2 separate regions of the Triticum aestivum genome follow, and region 1 is linked to region 2. Evidence: chromatin contacts called from public Hi-C data. All regions are on one chromosome and are shown on one strand. The core of a region is the stretch at or near the end of the contact, and the rest is flanking DNA. Distances in the headings are between cores, read along the strand shown. Region 1 holds the start of LOC123164510. Region 2 holds the start of LOC123167559 (protein RGF1 INDUCIBLE TRANSCRIPTION FACTOR 1).

The links. Hi-C and Micro-C count contacts between places; a contact is called where the count stands out from the background.
Region 1: a Hi-C map of leaf shows a contact between it and region 2, with 5 times the contacts expected there. The contact joins the promoter of LOC123164510 here to the promoter of LOC123167559 in region 2. A contact is called at or near these places in 3 of 5 Hi-C or Micro-C datasets (all in leaf).

The regions. Positions count from the first base shown.
Region 1 is chr7D:507,796,757-507,803,225 of IWGSC CS RefSeq v2.1, reverse strand. It overlaps LOC123164510, which reads right to left and starts at 4,219. Exons shown (of 19, transcript XM_044582020.1): 1 at 3,821-4,219; 2 at 2,932-3,181; 3 at 2,607-2,716; 4 at 2,386-2,520; 5 at 969-1,200. The coding sequence starts at 4,127.
Region 2 is chr7D:507,404,201-507,410,377 of IWGSC CS RefSeq v2.1, reverse strand. It overlaps LOC123167559 (protein RGF1 INDUCIBLE TRANSCRIPTION FACTOR 1), which reads left to right and starts at 3,601. Exons shown (of 5, transcript XM_044585394.1): 1 at 3,601-3,930; 2 at 4,051-4,191; 3 at 4,345-4,577; 4 at 4,667-4,882. The coding sequence starts at 4,359.

The DNA.
Region 1 (6,469 bases), core at 2,970-5,469, 390 kb before region 2:
CCGAATGGTGGCCATTCGGCTTTCTGAGAACTCTTCTCAGTTCTCACTATGCCGTCCAGGCATCCACATTCAACCCAGTGAAGGGAGTGTCATGTTGAGGCTGCACATGTTGAGTTTGGGCGAGCTCGGCATGCACACTTCATACTGTCTGTATATGTTGAGCATTCTTTTATTTGGCTTTGTTATGATTTCTTCAAATCAAATAACGTTGCCCATGTATGCTAGTAAGTAATGGGGTTAAGCATCTGTCATAGTGAGGTTGGACAGAAACGACTTCAAGGAAGAATAACACTTGTGCCTGCTGGGGGTAGAGACAAACTAGAGCAAGGGATGGGGTGCCATGTATAATACAGAGCCAGACTGTAACAACTTATTTTAATATTTCCAGTTAACAGAGATAACATCCCAAACCAATAAGATCCTAAATCTCTTCTGTAAGTAAACACTATAACTCGCAGAATGACAGGTTTAATGTACAAGCTATAGATTCCATGATTAATTACATCAATTTTTCATTGTGCACTGACTTCCGGTGCGGTCTGACCATCTGGGCGCATAAGCCATCCTCAGAGAATTGTGCAGCAGTTCTATGAGTAAATTCCAATTGATCAGCTCTTACCTCGTTGCCTGGAACTGGTGCACTATTTTGAGAGGCCATCTTGTGGCCCAAGTTAGTAGACCAAATGGAATGTTCAGTGCACCCTACAACATGCGGTTATGTGATAAATCATAAAATTGAACGATCTATAGTTCTTAATATTGATCCCCAAATCCGTAGTTTTCTGAGTGTTTGTACTTTGTACACGATACTTGCAGTTTGGTGAAATTTACTCTTTAATAAAATGCAGTAGGGCTACATGTAACTTTTTTATTTTTCAAGATATGCAAACTCCAATACATTGAAAACCTTGGGAAACTGGTAGGTTAGACATAATTGGAGAAAAGAACTCAATAGATTGCGTACTAACCGTTTAAAAGGCACATCGCCAATAGCTCGAGATAGTGCAAGCTCACCATTAACACGGTATACACCAGCCCACTCAAGAACATAACCACCAGCAGCTTCTACACGCCTTCTCTCATCCTCTCTATCCGGATGATGGTCCCTGGTTAACTCCTTTACATTGTAAAGTGGTCCACCATAATTTGCCAAAGCAAAGTCCTCGTGATTGCTAGAGTTTCTCTTTCTTCTCCGTTTCCCTGATAATGGAAGCTTTCTGATTATTGTTTCTCCACAAGTCCACAGTGCAAGTCATACAAGCAGATTCAGGATGTAGACACCATTTAAAGCAGAAGGTTTTATTTGTATGAAGCAGCAAATTTTGGAGATCTCCTGTTCAACTAGAAGTCTAGAAGTGAAGAATATTTGTTACCACAGTTCTTTCATGATTTGATCCATAAATGAACCAATATTGGTCTTGGTTACTGCAACCTGCCTAAATTTTACTCGGTAGCCTAACATAAAATTTTCTACCATGATATTATAAGTACAGGTTTGTTTTCCCTTGAACATGCATCAAAATTCGCGTCATTTTGTATTAGTAAGGACACCGTGATGGCGCGAAACTAACAACCAAAATGGAAAAAAAAAACTAGCAAAAGTAAGAAAAAAACTGAAAAACTATACTGCCCTAAACTACCCAGCCAAGATTAAAAACGATTATTGAACACAGCCAGCTAGGCAATGTCTTAAGACTAATGCACATACAGGTAGTCACATAAAAGGATGAAAGCTAGGCCCCCTAACAGCAAAGCATGCACTAATGTCTAATGAAGAGAAGCTTGTATTAAAACAAAGGCCATGCTGACAAGACAAGAGATAATGATGCATCACGACATGAACAATGCACCGTGGCAGTTTCAAAAGTTACAGTTAAAAGCTAAAACGTGGCGTTTTCAACATTTCTCGCCATATGTAGTTCTACTATATTATGGTGGTTTTGGTTATTGTTTTTACGCCAAAGTCACGGCACACCTATTCTCTCCCAGATTGCCACTTGGTTTCTGCGGCATTATATACAAGGATGTCAAATCCCATACCGAGGCAATGTGGATCACCAGACAGTGCTAGTCGTATCTCGTACAATTTATTATAAACATTGCTCAAAGAAACATGGATCCAAGGAGGATAGGAATTAGGATAACATTAGTAGTATGCTTTGATATTTTCAGCCCAGATAAATATAGCCTGTAAATCTGTAATATGCATGAGACTGAAAGAGTATGGGATCTGGAGAGACAGGGTAACAGGGGGAGGGAGAAAATAAAATGCAAGAAAATGCTTGCCAACAAGAGTAGGAGAGTAATTGACAGGACAGAAAACATCTAAAACAAGCAACATCCATCTGGGAAAGTTATTTAAATAATAAAAGAAAGAAGACTAACTCTTTTGACGGTATGAGGCATGACTTTGTGAGCACAAAAATGCTTTTGAATCTCCCACATTAGCCGTTATGATTTGGCCATCGGCTATCAAGACCACAGTAGCTGTTGAACCGGACTTGAATTTTTTTCGTAAAGCTTCCTGCATTACACATGCCAAATAATCCTTTTCAATTATTACGAACGTGCACAATGAAGTTTAATTTTGCTTACGAAAATGAGACCTTCCTTGGAGAATGTTAGGTCAATATCCTGAACTGCCCTCAATAATGATTCCTTCAGAATTTCCATGTGAAAAGATCGATCTAGAATTGTGGGTGATATCCAACATGACCTGCACTTTTTTAGAACCATGAACAACTTTTATTGCCCTGAAAATAAGGTTCAGATTCTTCGAAAGTGGCATATGAAAATTAATACTTTGATAGCATTCTGAGATCAAGGAAACATGAAAATCATCATCAACATGCTGTAAACAGGATGTAACTTCATAGTGTAAACACAACCAGAACTATTTACATGGATTAGAGGGCATGATAAAAGACAAACCTCTGCCCGTGGTTGGACTGATCCTCTTTGTACAGGTTAAGAACACTGTTAAGAATAGTAACTTCCTTATGTGTCAGCTTTCCAGTTGAGTTTCTGAACATGATGGAGTATATACCGTCAAGAAGAAAATAAACATGAAGCAACAAGTACTCCAGTAAGAGCTTAGAAGCCATCTCACTGGCCTCATCTCCATTATGACCATCAAATATTGCCATCACTCCGACATCCACCTCTTTAATCCTCATTTGCTCTGTATAATATAGCAAGTTAGCCAGAATCAGATTACAAATGAACCAGGTGCATCTTAAAGGATCGAGCATAAAATCACAATAACCAAAGCACTTTTGAAGAAAGTATTTCTACAAAATCGTTTGACTGACTATGTAATAGGCTAATAGCGACTTGTTATCCCTAGACATATAAGTCATGAGGCACTAATCAACTTGACCAACTCGCAGTCTTGCAGTATGCAGTATGCAACCTTAATGGCAGGAAAAGGATGTTGTGCTAGGTCTAATAAACTCTGCAGGGTACCTTTCTACTATGATCCTTCCAACATGTATCCAGCTTCCCACTCCCATTTTTACGATTTCTTAGTGACTACACTCTCTGACATGAGATACCAACTAACATTCAGGAGTACAAATCATAGTACCAGTAAACCAGAAGCAGAATACTGTTTTCATTCCTCATTTCTAGCTCAAGAGTTCATGAAGCACAATAATAAGTGCATTAATTAATAAACAAGGTTGCCAGTACAATCATCCTGGAAGCTCTGGTTAACTGCACATGATTTCTCAATATTCCCTCGCCCTTCCACCTCATAGCTGCAGTGCAGCACCGCGTGTAAATTGCGGATTTGTTTTACTGACTCCGTGTTGTGCGGTACCTATGAAGGGGATGCGGATGCCGAGAGCGCAGACGGCGCGGTCCTCCTGGGAGCGGCGGCGGCCGCGGTGAGCCGCCACATGGCACCTCCTCGGCTGCGGGGAGGAGGGGCCCTTGTCCCCATCCCCCTCGCCGGCGGAGAGGATGGTCCAGCGGGGGCAGTGCGCGGACTGGTACACCGCGGGCGCGCCGCCCTCGCGGTACACAGCAAGGCACGTCGCCGACTCCCCCGTGCACAGGAGCGGCGATAGGAGCTCGATGAGGATGAGAAGTAGGATGGTACGGTGGCCGGATGGCGGTAAGGACATCGGCGAGTCGCCGGAGCAGAAGAGGGGAAGAGGAATTTATTTTTATTTTTTTGAGACACAGAGGGGAAGAGGAATTATGGGCTTGCGTATCGCGAGCTCGTGACGGGCCCCGAGCAACAATTTCTTCAATCCGAGCTGGCGACTAGAGCGACGAGGAAGGGGAGCTGCTATACAGCGCCCGCTGCGAGCCATACGATCTGGTCGCTCACCCACGTCTTTCATGAGCCGGCACAAGTAGCGCAGGTTTTTTTAGCTAAAATGTAAAATACACTAATGCCCTCAAAAAACAAAAAGTTTAAATACACTACTCCCTCCGATCCATATTACCTTTCGCTCAAACGGATGTGTATACACATATTTCACTGCTAGATACATTCATCTGAGTGACAAGTAATATGGATTGAGGGGAGTAATATATTTTGAGAGACACCTGAACACTTTTTATGATATTTAAATGTAATAAAATGTCTTACTAATTTATATAAATATAACCATTTTAATAAAAAAATATGTGTGTGTGCAAATATATAAAATAAGCATGTACTCCTAAAATACATTTTATGCATTTTCTAAAAAGTGTTCAGGCATTTAAAAATATTCATTTATTTTTTAAATTAAACATGTTTAACAAAAGATCATCATGTATAAAACTTTGTTCAACATATATTTAGAAAAATCAATGTCTATTTAAGATATATTCGAAATGTTCCTCATGTGTTTAGAAAATATTCAACGTGCATTTGAAAAGTGTTCTATGTTTAAAAAAATAATATATAGAAAAAATGTTTATATTTCTTCTAAGATCTAAATTTAAAACAAAATGAAAATAATAATAAAAGGAAAACAGTGATAAATATAAATAAAGAAATGGAGACGAACAAATAAAACATAAAAGAGAAGCAAAAAATCCAAATACAAAAAAAGCATTACACGCAGAATAGGGAGCAAACATGCACCCTTACCTGACTCTTTGGGTTGGCCCACATCAAGGTGTCGTTTTTTATTCTTTTCTGGTTTTCCTGCAATTCACAAGTTTTATGGAAAATGTGAAAAATAAGTTCATGAAAATTGGGAAATGTCACCTTCCATGAAAAATGAATAAACCTTCAAACATAAAAATAAAAAATATTTCCAAAATACTTCTATGATTTAAAAATTATAAAAATGTACACGGACTTTTAGAAATGTCACAAAATGTTAGAAAGTATTTGCAAATTTTATAAAGTGCCTTTGGTTGGCTGCGTCTCGCCCGCACTAGGCCCGCCGAAAATAGGGATGTGACATGTGCATTTGCTTGGTACCCACGTCCACGTGTATGCGTGGAATAGGATTTGTGTATAACATTTGCGATGAGAAAAGGCTAGTGCTGAAAACGTGAGCATATCTTATGTGGGCCTACTATTTTAAGCCCGCTGAATTTCACGCTACAAATTAGGAGGAACTCGAGTGTGCACCATGAGTTGGAGTTCAGTCGGTCGGTGCGCACCACATCAAACCCTAGACAACCACCACCAAGCAAATCCCAGCCGACCACTATCCCATCGCGATCAGCCTCACTAGGGAGAAGGCCCGGGGTGAGAGGCGTGAGAGATCGCGGGCATTGTGGCTCCTCGACAGCTTCCATCCCAAGCAACGACCATCATGTCACGAAACCAAATCCGATGGTGGATCTGGTTCATGACGTTGCCTGGACACCTCGTCGCCGCCACCCTGCAGTTACAGCCGTCCCTACCTCCCACGCGATCGCCACCTGTTGCTAGTGTCCTCTTCCCTCGCATGCCATGATGCCGTGCCTTTGACTCCCCTCCGTCGGTGGCACCGCCGCCGCATCGTCCCCGACTCTAGGTCTCCCGTCCGAGTCCTTGTTGTGGCGTCTCCATCGTTGCCTGGGCTGCTCTCCAAAATTCAGCTAACCCAAATTTCATTTTCAGGCAACTTGCCCAATAGCAAATGCGAGAAAGTTTCCATCCTTAATCTTTTGCAGGTTCCGAGAAAGAGTATATGGATGGTCTAGTAGAATGTAACGCACCGCCCTCCCATATACCCAATCATTTATGGTCCTTTTTTTGTTCCAAAATGGTAGTAGTGCTCTGGATGGGAATGGGCCGGCCTGCTTAGATCCGGACCTGGTCCCTGTTGGTCCCTTTGTTATGTTTAGGTGTAACATGATCCGACTCATTTTAATATTAGATTGCACAAGAACAAGGAGCATCTACCCAACCACATTATTTCAACTAGCAACATTTAGTTGTAGGGAATTTTAGTAAGTTATAAGATATTCAGTTTTGTTAAACAAAAAAAAGGAACATAAATGGTTATGCAATGGGCAAGCAGCTAATTAC
Region 2 (6,177 bases), core at 2,352-4,851:
AAGTAAATGTATACTTCATCCGTCTCAAAATTCTTGTCTTAAATTTGTCTAAATACGGATGTATCAAGTCACGTTTTAGTATTAGGTACATCTATATCTTGACAAATCTGAGACAAGAATTTTGGGACGGAGGGAGGACATAGGTGTTTTAAAAACAAATAAACCTAATGAAGAAAAATGTAAGAGTGCTTGTAGTTTACATTTCAAACAAAAACGTGTGAAGTATGTGGCAAAATAATGCATTAAAATATAAAACAACTTTATTAACCTTAACAAAAAATATGAGGCATGAACCATACACTTTTGCTGCAAGCGTCCAACACGTATAGTCGTATATTGTCCATGGGCATAGATAAATCGACACAAAAAGAAAGTTTAACTTGTGTCTGACATGCATAACTTGATGACGTGACATAGTTTGCATGGATATATTAATGCAAAATTGCAACTTATGAGTATATGCATGACTTGATGATGTCACACAATTTCGATCGAACAGGCTATCAATAATTGAGGTGATGTTGAAGCGCATATGTTGAAAGAAATTTAGATATAGAAGATCACATGCCATCTTCTAGCTTTCATTTTCTTTTTTGACATGGTGATTTATTTTCTCTCTTAACATCTGCGAAGTTCAAAAAAAATCCATGAAAACCCTGCAAATTTAGTTTACTCTTTCAACATATGCGCAAATTTTTCATTTAGCAAAAACAACTGAGTTAGAGATTCTCGGTTTTTTGTGTGTGGCAAATCTTTCTAATGCCGCTACGTGCACACCAAAATTGCGAAACTTTTTTCGAGTTCGTTATTTTTAGACAACAAAGTTTTTAATCATACCATGTACAATTTTGATAGCTTTTGTTCCTTTTCCGAAAATGGTATTTTTTTCCCCCTCTTTAACATCTGCGTAAATAAAAAGAAACATCGAAAACCCTGCAAATTTAGTTTGTTAATTTTGTTTCAACTGTGACTGGTCTTTTTTATGAAGGAAAAAAGAAGTTTAGTTTTAACTTCATCAAAAACAAAGTTATGCATATCTCTTAAGTCAATGTAATAGCGTCGAGGAGATATGACAAGTTAATGAAGATGTATATGCCTATCGCAAAAAATAAAATAAAATGAAGATGTATATGCAACAATTCTATAAGTAGCAAACACGAATGCAGGACCAGCTAGGTGCACTACCATGCACAACTGCAAGATTATAACTAAATTCCTGCATACTGAAGATATATACAAATTAATTGCTTGCTTTCGATGGGCATGGCGAACAAGCTCACCGTTTAGACATGTCAAAACACAAGGAAGATACGCCCCCCAAGCCTTGTTCCTTTCTCCAAAGGACATGGGTCTCCTAAACCAAGTACAAATATGCGGGTACAATTGTTGAGTGGTTGCTGGAAATAGCCAGAGGCGCCACCACCACCCATCCAACTTGACCATGTCTTGGCGCTCAAGATGCCCGATTGGCATTTCAATGGTAATAAATTGGGGTGGATTGTGCAAAAGCAACTGTACATGAATACACACACCAAGCAGCAGGGAAGGATGGATGGCAGGAAATTAATTGGGCGCCGTCGTCATCGAGCACCAAAGTCCCTGTCAGTTATCGCACCCCTGGTGGCCATCTTCCACAAAAGCAGAGTCCCCATCGGACGGCCCGTATCGCTCGCCGTGGGAATCCGTTTCCCTCTTCTTTTTCTCCGCCGTATCCCCCATGACATTTCCCTTTCGTTGTTCATATCCCGTAAAATCTTCTTATTGCAAAATGATCCCTCAGATTGTATGTACATGTACGTGTGCAAAGGTACACCTATTTAATTGAGAGCCATTAAGACTATGAAAAACCCTTTCTCATGTTCATCTGAAAAGTACTTGAGCTACTTATATAAAACTGACTGTTCTAAAAAAAACTTGCACAAAATAGTTGTGTTTTAAAAAGTGAAAAAATCTTGCCTAAAATCCCCAGTCTTTTCGCGAGTACGCAAAAGACTTGCATATCGTTGCATTTATAGGAGAAGAAATAGATATAATCTCAAAACAAGAGGTGCGCGACCCCAAGTAGCTATCGCTAAGGCGCGTCGAGAAGGGTTCTGAGCCCCTTGGCTCCAGCGCGAGACTAGGTTCTGGCGTCCTCTTGAATGCCATCCGCGAGAAGAGAGATCGATGGTATGTCGCCGTTGAAAACGCAGCATTCCGGTGATTCCAAATTCTCCAAGCGGCGAGGATGATGAGGGTGGCGAGGCGAGTCCTCGGCGCATAGCAGTAGGCACGTCGTGAACGGTCAAGAAAAATCATTCACGGAACTCGAGCCCTTGGCTCGGGCGGGTGGTGGTGGTGCTTCGGCACCATGCGAAGACCTCGTGCCAAACCCGATGAGAGAATGAGCAGCCAATGAGAAGCCTTCCATGGTTTCAGGCTCCTGATCGCACAGGAGGCATTATGAAGAGTAAGCTAGACCGCGTTGTGCCAGACGGCCGGCTGTCTAGCAGCGTCCCTGGTAAACATGCCAAAAGAAAATCTTGATGCGAAGCGGCACCCATGATAACCAAGTTAGTCTCCAGGAAGGCTTGATGAGGCTCCAGAGGAAAATCCACACACTCAATACCGACAATATAATATTAGTATATCACAACCACATAAGTCCTAGAGGATGCATTTCTTTGTTAAAAAAAAACACTTGAATCTATTAACCTAACTAGTGCAACCCCTAAAAAATATATCGAAGTTCCCTGGTTTCAACCACTTCCGTTCTCTCGAATGGCCCACAATGCCAACACTCTGTTGTCGGATCCAGCCCGTCGAACTTGATCACAACGATAAGTTATAAATGACACGGTCCTATCAGACCAGCATCTTGGCGATGAAATCGTCACCGCTGGAAGAGCCACAAATTACAAACCTCAATCATTTATCATGGGTCTCATGCTAACACCAGATGCTGATCGATGAGGCGAAGGCGAGGGTGGAAGAACAAACTGCATAGGGGAGTTGTCGTCGCCGTTGTGCCAACAAACACCGATGACCATAACCTCACCCATAAGAATGACCAAGCGGGATAATACACTATCGAGAATTTGACGCCGTCGCAGACGACATTGTCGAGATGGAAAGACTTGAGGGGACCTTATTCGCCGACCCGACACCACCCACATCACCAGCGACGCGTCGCCGAAGAAGACTGTATTGAGCGACGCCGCCACCACCGTTGTTGGAAGGGCGGAAGCAACGGACAATTAAAACCTACAACCCACAACTCCATCCGGCAGATCAGGGCCTCCCCACACTCCCACAAGACAGAGCAAGCGGAGGAGGGCGCATTGACCTAGCCAGAGATTGCCTCTCTCCTAGGGTTTAGAGAGGAACGGCCGGGGAAAAGGGGGAACTCGACGGCATAATGCATAATGAATATCCGAGCGAGAATATTTCATTTCACTCATGGACAAAAGCAAAATAAAACCAAATGCGCGATTACGTGAAAGCATGGGCGCGGGAGCGTAAAAGACGATTTCTTTTTTGGAGCTTTAGCTATCGCAGGAAAGAACCGCGGACACGTCTCTGATGCAAACCAAACCGCCTTACATCGGCTTCCACCGTTCCGTTCTCGCCTTTTTTCGTCGTTGTTTTTCTCCCGTCCGTCCCTCTCTCGTTGTCGAGAAGAGGAGGGAAAGGGAGGCATCGCATCGGTCGATATATATCCGTGTCCATATACAAATACACAACACAAATATATGTGTTTTTTCCTTTCCTGTGATATATACGATCACACGACACCGCTTCCGTCCTCTTCGATCTCCAGAAGCCCCGAGTACAGGATTGAATCCCCTCCTCACCCTCGTCTCCGCCGCCGCCGCCGCCCCCCGCCGTCTCCGCTCGAGCTTGCCAGTCCGCTGAGGCCTCCTCCCTCGGCTCTGCCCGCCCGTCGACCAGGTAACGGACGGCTGATTCGTTAATACTGTTGTTATCCGGGCCCCGGCCGTGGTGGAGCCGTCGCGTCGCGCGTGCTTTTTTCCCCTGCTTCTGCATTCATCTCGCGTATGCTTTGGTCAGCTGGCAGATTGATTCTCTCTTCTTCGTCGCCGTCGTCTTCTTGGTCTGCCGCCGCCGCCGCCGCTTGGAATCCCAAGGCCTTGGTTGATCAATCCGGTGACCCTGGAAGAAGATCGAAGGGCGCCGTCTGGTGGTGACATGGTAAAGTTCTGTACTTGGCGGATTAATCTGTAGGTACTGTGCTAGTGCTACTGCTCGTGGCGGCCGGCGGCGAGTTGCATTTTGTTTTTGGAGGGTACGAGGACGGTGTGGTGATTGATTAATCGTGTTGTGTTGCGTGTGCCCCTCGTGGAGATGTGGTGCAGGTGATGGTGAGCGTGCAGCAGAGCCCCATGGTGCGGTCGGAGGAGGACCTGGGCCCGCCGTGGCTGCGGCCGCTGCTGGGCACGAGCTTCTTCGTGCCCTGCCCGGCGCACCCGGACCTGAGCAAGAACGAGTGCAACCTCTTCTGCCTCGGCTGCAACCACGCCGCCGGCGCCCTCTGCTCCTACTGCGTCCCGGCGCACCGCGACCACCACGTCGTCCAGGTACACACCACTCTTAACCAAATCATCCATGGCTGGATTGTGTTGTGTGGTGGTTTCTGAGTTGTGATGGATGGATGTGTGTCGCGCAGATACGTCGTTCGTCGTACCACAACGTGATCCGGGTGTCGGAGGTGGGGAAGCTGATCGACATCGCGCACGTGCAGACGTACGTGATCAACAGCGCTAAGATCGTGTTCCTCAACGGCCGGCCGCAGGCCAGGCCCGGCAAGGGCGTCACCAACACCTGCGAGATCTGCTGCCGCAGCCTCCCGGACTCGTTCCGCTTCTGCTCCCTCGGATGCAAGGTACCCTAGCCACCCACTCTTTCTCATCTCTTCTTCTTCCTTGGTCTCTTCCAAGTTCCATGTCTGCCACAGCACAAATTCTCCATTTTCTTTCTCTCCCTGAAAACCATTCTTTAGGACCAGCCATAATCTCTCTCTCTCTCTCTCTCTCTCTCTCTCTCTCTATCTGAAATCTGTCTGAGGAAGCTTCTGGTCATGCGGTGGGGGTCAACGGCAACCTGAGTGCAATGCAGTCTTCTCCTGTAGTACAGTCCTGTGCATGTCGGCTCTGATGATGGCCTGGTGCGCGGTGCCGGTTTAGTTTACCCAGTACCCAGGGAGTGGCACAGCTCGCGCTCACGCGTGCACGCGTGCGCGCGCCCAGTGTCCACGGCTCCACGCCACGCGAGGGGAAAAAGCAGCGTCAACTCGCGAATCTCCAGGGGGTTGCCGCTGTGCGATCTCGTGGCCCCCTGCCAAGCAAGTGACCACCGCTGTTACCAACTGCATTGGCCGGCACTAAGCCTGAGAATACTTCTTAATATTTTGTGTATTGTTATTAGCACCCTAGTGCCATGCAGCGGTGCAAGCACATTTTTTGTCTTGCTTTCTCTTGCTTCCGTCCTCTGCCAAGCTAAGCTAGGCACTGCTGCTTTGCCTTGGAAGAGAGGAGGACATGGAGTGAAGGCTGAGGATTGATGCCCTTGCAAAAACAGCGACCAAACCAAGCCAAGCCAAGCTAAGCTAGCTGCCTATATATAGTGGCTTAATTCCGGGATTAGCTTGGACCACACAGATATGCACCAACCAACAACCTCAGGCACTTTTTGTTCTCTCCGGGGACTATATATAAAAGAGCTTAACCAAGCCGGCTTGACGGAGAAACTAAGGCCCTCCCAAGCATAGCCAGTCATTAGGTTCAGTATAACTGCCCCGGGATCAAGCTTGCACGGTAAGCTTATTCGGTCTTTCTTTTCTCCTGCTACTAATCTTTATGAAGAAGTTTTCTTCTAATCTTGGACTGCAAACCTGTGGCATTCCATCCCAGTGATTGCCCCTCTCAACTTCAGGGCTCGCGTTGCCGTTAAATGCGCCTAAAATGGGTCCACTTATCTAGTATATGCCTTGTTCTAGCCGGCCCGCTCATCCGTTTCCATCGATCCGAGCAATAGAGGACATGGACCAGTATGAATTTTGCCGGAAAAGATGATACTATATTGTTTGGGCCACTTCAAATCAGAACCTGAAATTGCCTTTTATGCTGGCTGTGTGTGCTGCTCTCTTCTAGCATTATCTATTAAAAAAACTTGTTCCTT